Linked DNA regions of Ovis aries: region 1 is linked to region 2. Evidence: chromatin contacts called from public Hi-C data. All regions are on one chromosome and are shown on one strand. The core of a region is the stretch at or near the end of the contact, and the rest is flanking DNA. Distances in the headings are between cores, read along the strand shown. Region 1 holds the start of SRCAP (Snf2 related CREBBP activator protein). Region 2 holds the start of SEPHS2 (selenophosphate synthetase 2).

What was found. Hi-C and Micro-C count contacts between places; a contact is called where the count stands out from the background.
Region 1: a Hi-C map of liver shows a contact between it and region 2, with 2.5 times the contacts expected there. The contact joins the promoter of SRCAP here to the promoter of SEPHS2 in region 2. A contact is called at or near these places in 6 of 16 Hi-C or Micro-C datasets (blood, hypothalamus, liver and 2 more).

What each region holds. Positions count from the first base shown.
Region 1 is chr24:27,343,548-27,348,895 of ARS-UI_Ramb_v3.0, reverse strand. It overlaps SRCAP (Snf2 related CREBBP activator protein), which reads right to left and starts at 1,896. Exons shown (of 33, transcript XM_060405841.1): 1 at 1,592-1,896; 2 at 85-158. It also overlaps LOC105604737.
Region 2 is chr24:27,130,082-27,135,557 of ARS-UI_Ramb_v3.0, reverse strand. It overlaps SEPHS2 (selenophosphate synthetase 2), which reads left to right and starts at 2,857. Exons shown (of 1, transcript XM_004020905.5): 1 at 2,857-5,087. The coding sequence starts at 3,016. The coding sequence ends at 4,368. It overlaps TRNAR-UCG (transfer RNA arginine (anticodon UCG)), which reads right to left and starts at 604; the gene lies at 532-604.

The sequences.
Region 1 (5,348 bases), core at 647-3,146, 210 kb before region 2:
CTCAGTACTGTGTTGCACCACAATCATTATCTTAAACATCTCTCCATTAGCATCAGTATATGGAAGTGGTATTTGAGCCCTCACCTGTGTGAGCTGAGACCACACCCCCTGTGAAAGTCTGCACTTCCACGGTGCCGCCGTACTGAGGGGAATCAGGCCTGAAACAGGGAGGAAAACAGCAGTGAGGAACTAATTCACATCTACCAACACCCATCAAAGCCTTCTTTACACCAACTTTTGAAGTTTTTTTGATAAACCCAAGTCAGTTCAAAGGCTGAAGAGAATTAACAGTAGTAGAAAAAGATCACATTTCCAAAAATTGAAAACAAACCATGTGCTGTGAAAACAGAATTTCTTAGGAATATTAGATTCTGGCTGGGGAAGAGAAGCTGGCAAGTGAAGCCTCGACAACAAGTTTAAAAAGCTGAAGGGTAAAAGGCTCCAACCGCTGAAATTAACAAAGCCAAAAAAGCTGTCACATCCAGAAGCTCAAAAGATGCTGGCTGTCTGGCAGCCTGCTCTCCTTTCCAGTGAGGACTGAACACAGGAGAATCCACCCTTCCTCAGGGGAGCCCTTCGACTCCTACACCTGCCCCATAAGACACTTCCTCAAACACCAGAACTAGAGCTACCTTAGAGTAGCACTCAGAGGTAAGGAAAGCCTGAAAGCAAAGAACCATACTCCGGAAATAGGCAGGGTAAACCCACAAAAGTCCCGGAAGTGTTTCCCCAGTGTTTAAGGAAATTCCTTAACCACGGCGCAGCCTTTGATTCACTCCCTGTTCCACAAGTCACTGGAATCGCGCTAACAACCAGAATCAAGAAGTATGAACTCCCGACCCCCGGCTTCATTACCGTCTCCCAGCGTGTCCCAACAGCCTGACCCGGCGTGACCCCTGACCTCTGCCCCAACTTGCCACTAGCCCTAAGATGGCCCCGCCCCCTCCTAGACTCCCACCCCACCCAACGTGAGCCACTGGGGGAGGGGCCCGCGCGTGCGCGCCTGGAGGCGGAGAGAGCCGGCTGCGCGCACCGCCCGGGGGCTCCCGCCAGAACCCAAACCCACGCACACAAGGGTCGCAAAGCTAGGCAGTCTTTCATCCCTGCCGGTCAGGGAGCAACCCCCCACCACCACCAGACCGCGAAAGGCTGAGATAAAGGAGGGCTAGTGCCGCCAGGTCCTAGCTCCTGACTGGATATGGTGGGCGCGCGCCCCGACTACTCGCCCCACGCCCCCCTTCCTCTTCCCGCGCGCCCCTGAGAGGGGGCTGGGGTTGGTGGGCGGGCAGGAGCGCACCTGGGTCCGTCCTCTCAGGGCTCGCTCGCTCGCTCAGGTACGCGTGCGCAGACCGGCGGGAGGGGAGAGGAGACGCGCCCGGGCTCAGCGCCGGCCAGCCTGGCCCCCCTGAGCCTGTCTCTATGGGCGCGCGCCGACAGCCTCGCGCACCGGCCCCGGGGCCCCGGCCGAAGGTGCGCGCGCAGCATCCCGGGAAGGTGGGAGGGGAGGCGGTGGCGGAAAGATGCGCGCGCAATCACCCGTCAGGGGAGGGGGAACTGTGAGGCGTCCGCCATCTTGTCTCCCTCTCCTTACCTGCGTCCTCGGGGGCGTGCGCACCACCCCCCCTCCCGCCGAGGAGGGGGGAGGGCCCCCTCTTGGCCGCCGCCTTCGCGGCCTTTAAATTCCCCTGGGGCCCGCGGCTACTACCACCGCCTTGCTTCCACTGCTTCCTCTCGCGGCACAGTGATGCGGGCGGGCGGTGGGAAAAGTGGAAGACGCTACTCGCAGCGAACCGCCGCCGCCGCTTCCGAGGCCTCACCAAAATGGCCGCCGCCGTCTCGGCCGCCACCACCAACACCACCGCCACCACCACAGCTCACTATCGCTACCGCCGGCGCGGCCCGTCCTCTCGCGAGAAACAGTAACTGGAGGTTGGGGGAGCGAGGAAGCTCGCGTGCTAGCGTAGGGCGCTGCCCGAAGCGCAAGGCCGGCTGGGAGATGTAGTCCGCGCGGAGAAAGCGCTTGCCCGCGACGAAGCGTTTTTATCCACTACGGAACCTGCTGCTGGAGCTGCATTGCGGCTGCCAACTCGGATGAGTCCGCCTCACTTTAATAGATCACCCGGAGTGCAAAGCAATTTCTCAGGTACTTTTAGCTAGTTAGCAGTGGAGGAGCATGGGCTTCTGGATTCATATGGCAGTCCACTTATGTAGACCTGCTTCATTTCACACAAGGGTTATTTAGTCTCTTAAGTTGTCACCGACTCGATACAACCCCATGGACTGCAGGACGCCCGGTTTCCTCGCCTTTCGCTATTTCCCAGAGTTTGCTCAGACTTACGTTCATTGAGTCAGTGATGCTATCCAACCATCTCATCCTCTGTCTTCCCCCTTATCCCCCGTCCCTCAATCTTTCCCAGCATCAGGGTCTTTTCTAATGAGTTGGCTCTTGCCATCAGGCGGCCAAAGTATTGGAGCTTCAGCATCAGTGCTTCTAATGAATATTCAGCATTGATTTCCTTTAGGATTGACTGGTTTGATATCCTTGCAGTCCTAGGGACTCTCAAGAGTCTTCTCCGGCATCACAATTCAAAAGCATCAATTCTTCGGCGCTCAGCCTTCTTTATGATAGTATTCCCAATAATTCCTAAGCATTTATGCTGTTTGCCAGCTTTCTAGGTTGAGTACCCCCTTTGAGAATCTGATATCTTCACCCAATTCATAGCCAACCAGCCTAAGTCACAAGGATACAAACACTCAAAATTTACCACCTAAAGCCTACCCTAGAAGCCAGGTTAGAAATCCAGGGTAAAGCTCTCATTCAACTTCTCTTCATTCACTCAGTTTAGGTCTTCCCCATTCTACTCGAAGAGTTGATGATTCTCTCTGTGTAAGTGATTTAAAGTACTGTTTTTCTTACAGTAAAGACCATGAGTTGAAAACAAAAACCTAGAAGGGCCAAGAAGGTAATGTAAAAGCAAAGAGAGCAAATAAGGAATACCAGGAACAGGAGACCATGTGCTCTGTCCAAAAGTAATAACCTCTGTTCAAACCACTGTTCCTGTGGTCGCCCTACAGGAATGTAGGCCAAAATACATCAGATTCAGGCTGTCAGTTTGCTACCTCTGTTCTTTGCTGGAGCCTCAGGGCACACAGAAGCATACAGGATGGATTGATTGAAAATGTAGATAAATGCCCATCTATTTAGACCCAGTTCAAAGTGTTTTTTCTAAGCCAGGATTACATATTCTCTGAGACACCATCATAGAACTGCATTGAGCTTCCAAGAGTCTCAGATTTCTTACCCTTGCCATATAATTTTTTTTAATCCTTTTTCAAGACTTTTCCTTCAGAATTTAGCTCAAAGGCCACAACCCTCAGGTGATCTCTCTTGACCACCATCAGGCTGGTTTAATACCCCTTCTGGTTCCCACAGCCTCCTGGGCTTCTTAAAACACTGATTGAATTGTATCTGGATTTGCAGTCTGTGCACCCCACCCCCAAAACTGTTGTCAACTCCTTGAAGGTAGGGCCACGGTGTATACATGACAATTCTCAATGCCAGTCTCAGAAAGATTATTCAGGAAATTTGATAGTATTATCACACCTTATTTTAAAAATAAATAACTAATATTGGTTATGTGAGCTCAAGTCTAAAATTTGTCTTCCATTTCCATGGCTGTAACTGTGGTCCAGCCACCATCATCCCGTGGCTTAGATTACTCCCGGGCCTCCCAGTTCCACTCCTGTTTTCCATTACTCTGTTCTCCGCACAGCCACCAGAGTGACCTTTTCATATATATCAGATCATGATGCTCTCACACTTGAAATCCCCAAATGGCATCTTAGTCCTCTTACATGAAAATTATGTATAATGGCTTAACATTCCCATAGGACAGACATGTGGAGTTGAAGAATAAATACATGTGATTCAGATTATATAAGGTTTAAGAGCAACAAAAATTAACAAAAATCAGAACAATAACCAGTAGGAGAGAAGGGTTTTAACTGGAAAGATGCACAAAGGGGATACTAGAAATGTATCAGAGGTTGGTAAACTATGGCCCAAAGAGCAGGTCCTGCACACTACCTGTTTTTTGTACAGCTGACAAGCTAAGTGTTTTCTTAAATATTTTTATTTTTGGCTGCACTGGGTCTCCATTGCTGTGAAGGCTTTCTCTAGTTGTGGCGAGCAGGGACTACCTTTCATTGCACTTTGTGGGCTTCTTATTGTGGAGGCTTCTCTGGTTGTAGAGCACGGGCTCTAGGTTCTCAGGCTTCAGTAGTTGCTCAGTAGTTGTGGCTCCCAGGCTCTAGGGCACAGGCTCAGTAGTTGTGGTGCATAGGCTTAGTTGCTCCACAGCTTATGGGATCTTTCTGGACCAGGGATTGAACCCATGTCCCCTGCATTGGCAGATGGATTTTTAACCACCGGACCACCAGGGAAGTCCTAGGAAAGGCTTTTATATTTTCAAATGGTTGAAGAAAAAAGAAGGAAAATATTTTGTAATATGTTAAAATTACATGTAATTCAAATTTCAGTGTCTGTAACTAAAGATTTATGGGAATCAGACCATGCCCATTCATTACATAGCAACTAGGGCTGCCTTCCTGTAATAGTGGAGCTGAGTAGTTGCACCAGAGACCATAGGCCTACAAAGCCTAAACTATTTTCTGTCTGACACCTTACCAAAAATGTTTGCTGACTCCTGTTTTATATCTCGATCTAGATAAGGTCACATCCATGGGTGAATACAGATGTAAACCTTCACTAAAATGTCCGTGTAAAAATTGTATACTTGCAACTAATGCACCGCAACTACTGAGCCAGTGCTCCAGAGCCCATGAACCACAGCTACTGAAGCCCAAAGTAACAAGAGAAGCCACACAATGAGAAGCCTGAGCACCGCCACTAGAGAGTAGCCCCCTCGCTGAAACTGGAGAGAGCTCTCACGCAGCAACGAAGACCCAGCACAGCCAAAACTAAATACATCTTGAAAAATATATCTAAAAAAAAAAAATTGTAGGACTTCCTTGGTGGTTCAGTGATAAAGAATCCACCTGCCAGCGCAGGAGACATGGGGTCAATCGCTGATCCAGGAAGATCCCACATACGGTGGCACAACAAAGCCCATGGGCCACAAGTACTGAGCCTGTGCTCTAGATCCTGGGAGCCACCATTCCTGAACCCACGTGCCTGAGAGCCACGGCACTGAGAAGCCTGTACACCACAACTACAGAGTATCCCCCACTCACCACAACTAGAGAAAGGCCTGCACAGCAACGAAGACCCAGCACAGCCAAAAAGAGATAATTTTTAAAATTGTACATTGTGTATATCTCACAACGTG
Region 2 (5,476 bases), core at 1,608-4,107:
CCTCATTTTTAAAGATAAATAATATTCCATTGTGTGGTGACACCACAGCTTGTTTGTGCACTCTTAGGTTAATGAGAACTTGGATCATTTTCTGTTACAGTTCTTTTTCCTTTGAAAGATGGATACATTTATTTTTATAAAAAACTCTGGACGATGTTACAAGATTTGTGAATTTAAATTTCAGTCCCTACAACCACAATATCAGTACTATATGATAAAAGTTCTATCATTTATTTTGAGTTTACCATCAGCCAGGAACTTTACACACATTTTAAAAATTCAATTCTCTTAACATCTCTATTTGATATGCTTCAGTCGTGTCTTATTCTTTGTGACCCTATGGACTGTAGCCTGCCAGGCTCCTCTGACCATGGGATTCTCCAGACAAGAATACTGGGGTAGGTTACCCTTTCCTCCTCCAAGGGGTCACCCAGGGATCGAACGTGCATTTCCTGTGGCTCCTGCATTGCAGGTGGATTCTTTACCACTTGAGCCACCCGGGAAGCTCTCAAAAAGCAATCCATCCCCTTTCGACTGTGGCAGGACTCGAACCTGCAATCTTCTGATCCGAAGTCAGATGCCTTATCCATTAGGCCACACAGCCACACATTAGCAAATTAGCTAAGCCTTTTAGGAGAGTCATGGTGACAGCTTATTCTAAATCTAACATTCTGGTTCCTTCCAGTTCACTCCAGGACTTAATACTGTAGTATGCCTGCAATGCGGGAGACCCAGTTTCGATCCCTGGGTCGGGATGATCCCCTGGAGAAGGAAGTGGCAACCCACTCCAGTATTCTTGCCTGGAGAATCCCATGGATGGAGGAGCCTGGTAGGCTATAGTCCACGGGGTCGTAAAGTGTCGGACACAATTGAGCAACTTCACTTCACTTATGCAGTAATAAAAAACAAATGTAATGGTGGACTATAAAGTCTATAAGTATCTACTATATTTTTTTATATTTGTGACTGTGGAAAAACACACATAACAGGGGATTTCTTGGCGATCCAGTGGTTAGGACACTGTGCTTCCATTGTAGGGGGCACAGATCGATCCCTGGTCAGGAAACTAAGATACCACATGCCTCTCAGCTCAGCAAAAAAAAAAAAAAAAAAAAAAAAACCAAAAACACCACACATGCACACAACATAAAATTTACCATCTTATCTACTTTTTTAAACCTTTTACGTTCAGTAGTGTTAAGTACATTCACACTGTTGTACAATCCTCTCCAGACCTCTTACAGCCATTCTTGTATATATTATCTGAGGCACAAGGGCAGGATTTTTCTCTAGGGCATGTCCTTGGGTGGAATCACATGGGTTTGCATATGTCCGACTTTATCAGTTAAGGTCAGGCTCTTTTTCAAAATGTTTGCATCAATTTATACTCCCTTGGCATTAACTTTTGTTTTAAGTATTACATTCAAATGTTAAATTTTAAGTTCCAACTCAAAAAGATCAAAAAGACAACACAATGAAAAGAATCTCTGTCGCCTAATCATCTTATTGTCTCCCCACAGATAATCAAAATTACCAGTTTCTGGTGATCACCGCTCCAGAAATACGTTTTTGCATATATTTCCCCCTTTTACAACAACTTGTAGTATTCTATACATACTTCTCTGAAGCTTGTTTGTTTCTCTTAACAAACATTATAGGCAATATAATTTGGTGGTCTCTGGAGCAGATTGCATGGATTCATATTCAGCTTCAAGCTAAACTCATGGTGATTTTGATTAGGCCATTTAATCTCTCTGTGTCTTATATTACTTATCTGTAAAATGTGGAACAAATCCTAACTTATAATGTCTTTATGAGAATTAAATTAGTTAATATATGTAGAGCATTTAGAATCCTGCCTATTAGAACTGTAACTATTGTCAGCATAATCATATCAATGCTTTCTCATTCTTTTTTATGGCTGTCTTATAGTCCATTATATATATGTATCAATTTATTTTAATCATAACTGATGAACATTTAAGTTGTTCAGGTATGCTTATAGCACAGCAATAAATATCATTTCCCACTCACATAGGTGAGTATATCTAAAAGATAAAGTTCTAGAATGGAACTACTGGGTCAAAGGTATTTAGTGCAGCTATCATTTTAACAGATATTGACAAGCTTTCCTTCATGAATACACCACACACTCTCGTATATATTAACTTAAAGGGATATAAAAAATTTAGACTAGAAGAACCCTAGGTAAAGCTACTTTACTGTTCAGATGAGCCATTGATCCCAAGAGAGAGGAAGTGACTGGCATAGGTTTAGTGGTGGAAATAGCACCAAAACCCTCGCAGGAGTCTGGACTTAAGAGTCCTAAAACACTTTAAAGTTGTTGTTCAGTCGCTGTTTTTAGTCGCTCAGTCATGTCCGACCAAGTCCTCGTTAACATTTCATTATGTTGATGCTGCAGTTTGCTTACATAATGGTAGTAACTTAATATCTAATTTCTCAATATTCGTTCCGATTTTTCTCCTGGGCTATTTTTCTACCCTGGATAGATCATGTGCGCTACCAAGTGACCCTTGGACTAATCTGACCGGCTTGAGGTTGACCAAGTGACCGATCTGCCCTCGTCTTTGAAAATGCTGGACTTGGTAAACTCTCTCTAGGGAATCAGAGTTCCGCCAGCCACTCCTAAGAGATCATTTAAATTACATCAAGGAAAATGAACCAAAGCATTTGCTCAGTAATCTTGCCGAGACCAATTTCGCAAGCTGGTGGTTGATTTGTAGTATATCTTTTAGACCAAAGGAAACCCGCCCCTTAGCGGCGAAGCCATCATTGGCTGGTACGGCTGTCAATCACCAGCAAGATAAATACGGAGAGGCCGGCGTCCCTTTCCTCGGGACATCCTGGAGCGCGTGGTGTGGCGGCGGTTGTGCTCCGCGAGTCGTGCCAGAGAGAGTCTGCGGTAATGTCGTTACGCCTTACTAACTGGAGTGGAAAATAAAAGGGCCCTCTCCTCCTCCATCCTCTTTTCTCCCTCCCTGCCGGGCAGGCGTAATGGCGGAAGTCGCGGCGACTGGCGCCGGCGGAGAGGCTATGGCGGCAGTGGCGGCGGGGGAAGGCTCCTCGGGCCCGGTGGGCTTGCCTCTAGGCCGGGGCTTCTCGAGCTACCGGCCCTTCGAGCCCCAGGCGTTGGGTCTCAGCCCGAGCTGGCGGCTCACCGGCTTCTCTGGCATGAAGGGCTGAGGCTGTAAGGTCCCCCAGGAGACGCTGCTCAAACTCCTGGCGGGACTGACGCGACCGGAGGTGCTGCCCGCGCCGGGCCGGGGCCTGGTCGGAGGCCTTGAAGAGACGGCCCAGGAAGCCGGTCTGCCGGTGAGGGCGGAACCCAGCCCTCCCTTCCCCAGCCTGGGCATTGGGATGGACTCCTGCGTCATACCCCTGAGACACGGGGGCCTGTCCTTGGTGCAGACCACCGACTTCTTTTACCCCCTGGTGGAAGATCCCTATATGATGGGGCGCATCGCATGTGCCAACGTGCTGAGTGACCTCTACGCGATGGGCATTACTGAGTGTGATAACATGTTGATGCTACTCAGCGTCAGCCAGAGTATGCCTGAGGAGGAGCGAGAAAAGATAACACCACTCATGATCAAAGGCTTTCGGGATGCTGCCGAGGAAGGAGGGACTGCAGTGACTGGTGGGCAAACGGTGGTAAATCCTTGGATTATCATAGGTGGAGTTGCCACTGTAGTATGTCAACCAAATGAATTCATCTTGCCTGACAGCGCCGTTGTTGGGGATGTGCTCGTGTTAACTAAACCCTTAGGAACCCAGGTTGCCGTCAATGCCCACCAATGGCTGGATAATCCTGAACGATGGAATAAGATAAAGATGGTGGTCTCCAGAGAAGAGGTAGAGCTGGGTTATCAGGAAGCCATGTTCAACATGGCTACCCTCAATAGAATTGCTGCCGGGCTGATGCACACGTTTAATGCCCACGCAGCCACAGATATCACCGGCTTTGGCATTCTGGGTCACTCTCAGAACCTTGCAAAACAACAAAGAAATGAGGTCTCGTTTGTCATTCATAATCTGCCCATCATTGCCAAGATGGCTGCCATCAGCAAGGCCAGCGGGCGCTTCGGTCTCCTGCAAGGAACCTCAGCAGAAACTTCTGGGGGGCTACTGATTTGTCTGCCAAGAGAACAAGCAGCTCGCTTTTGTTCAGAAATCAAATCTTCAAAGTATGGAGAGGGTCATCAAGCCTGGATCGTCGGTATTGTGGAAAAAGGAAACCGGACAGCCCGGATCATTGACAAGCCTCGCGTTATTGAGGTCCTACCTCGTGGGGCCACTGCTACTCTTGCTCCTGAGAACTCCAGTGCCTCCTCTGAGCCTAGCTTGTGAGATGGAACAGCAGAAGTTGTTCGAACTGTACAGCCTTTGTACACAAGCATGGAGCAATCACTAGAGTTTATTTTAGGAAGAAATTTCCAAAGAAGGCTACCTGCATAGTAGTTCAGCTGCTCTTCCTAGGTAATTTGAATCAGCCCATCAAAAGCTGCACATTCCGAGGCCAGAAGTAACATTTTGGACTTCCGGGGGGTCGAGGGTATATATTTGGTCATCTCTTGAGTGGAAAAAGCAGAAAACCCCCTGTTTCCTCTTTCCAAGAGCAAGAGGAGATTACTCAGGTTTGAGGTATTTTTCTTGGCACGGGGTTAATTGATTTCTGCACAGGGAGTGAGACTATTTACTAAAATTACACCAAAAATGCAAAATGAAAAAGACTTAGATCAGAAACAAATAAGTTTGGACCAATACTGTTGATAAATTGAAATTGTTATGAGAGATTTAAATGCAATGTCAAATTCTTATTAGATTACTCTGAAACACTGGCTCTTTCCTACTCCGGACAAGAATTGAGCAGCTTGTCCAGTGACTGGGAAAGGAGGACCTCCAACCACCTTACTTGGTCTCTGTTAATGATGTCTCTCTCTAAACCCCTTTAAGGACTGGGAGAGGCAGACCAAACCCCAGAGCCCAGGTCTTGGTGGACATTAAGATGTTAAATCTTGTGTTGAAAATTCCTGGTGATTTCATCAATAAAGCCATTTCTAGTGAAATAGTTTTGTTGAAAATTCTTCTGGCGAATGTATCTTTGGAATTATTCATCTTTTACAGTTTTATAAAATGAACCAACATAACATTTGGTGTTGACAGCAAAGGATCATAACAGTCATAAATCCCAAGGCCTAGAGGGTGGGAGAGGAAATGGCAAAGGAAAGGTGTCAGCTGTTCTTGGAAGGTGGAAGGTGGGTGTAAGAGGGGTAATTGACTTAGAACAGAGGAGGCCAAAGTATAAATGCCTTCAGAAGGACTTTTCTGGTGGTCCAATAGTTAGATTCCAAACTTCCGCTGCAGGGGGCATGGGTTCCATCCCTGGTTGGGGAACTTAGACCCCACATGCTGTGAGGTGTTCGGTTCAATTGCTCAGTCGTGTCTGACTCTGCAA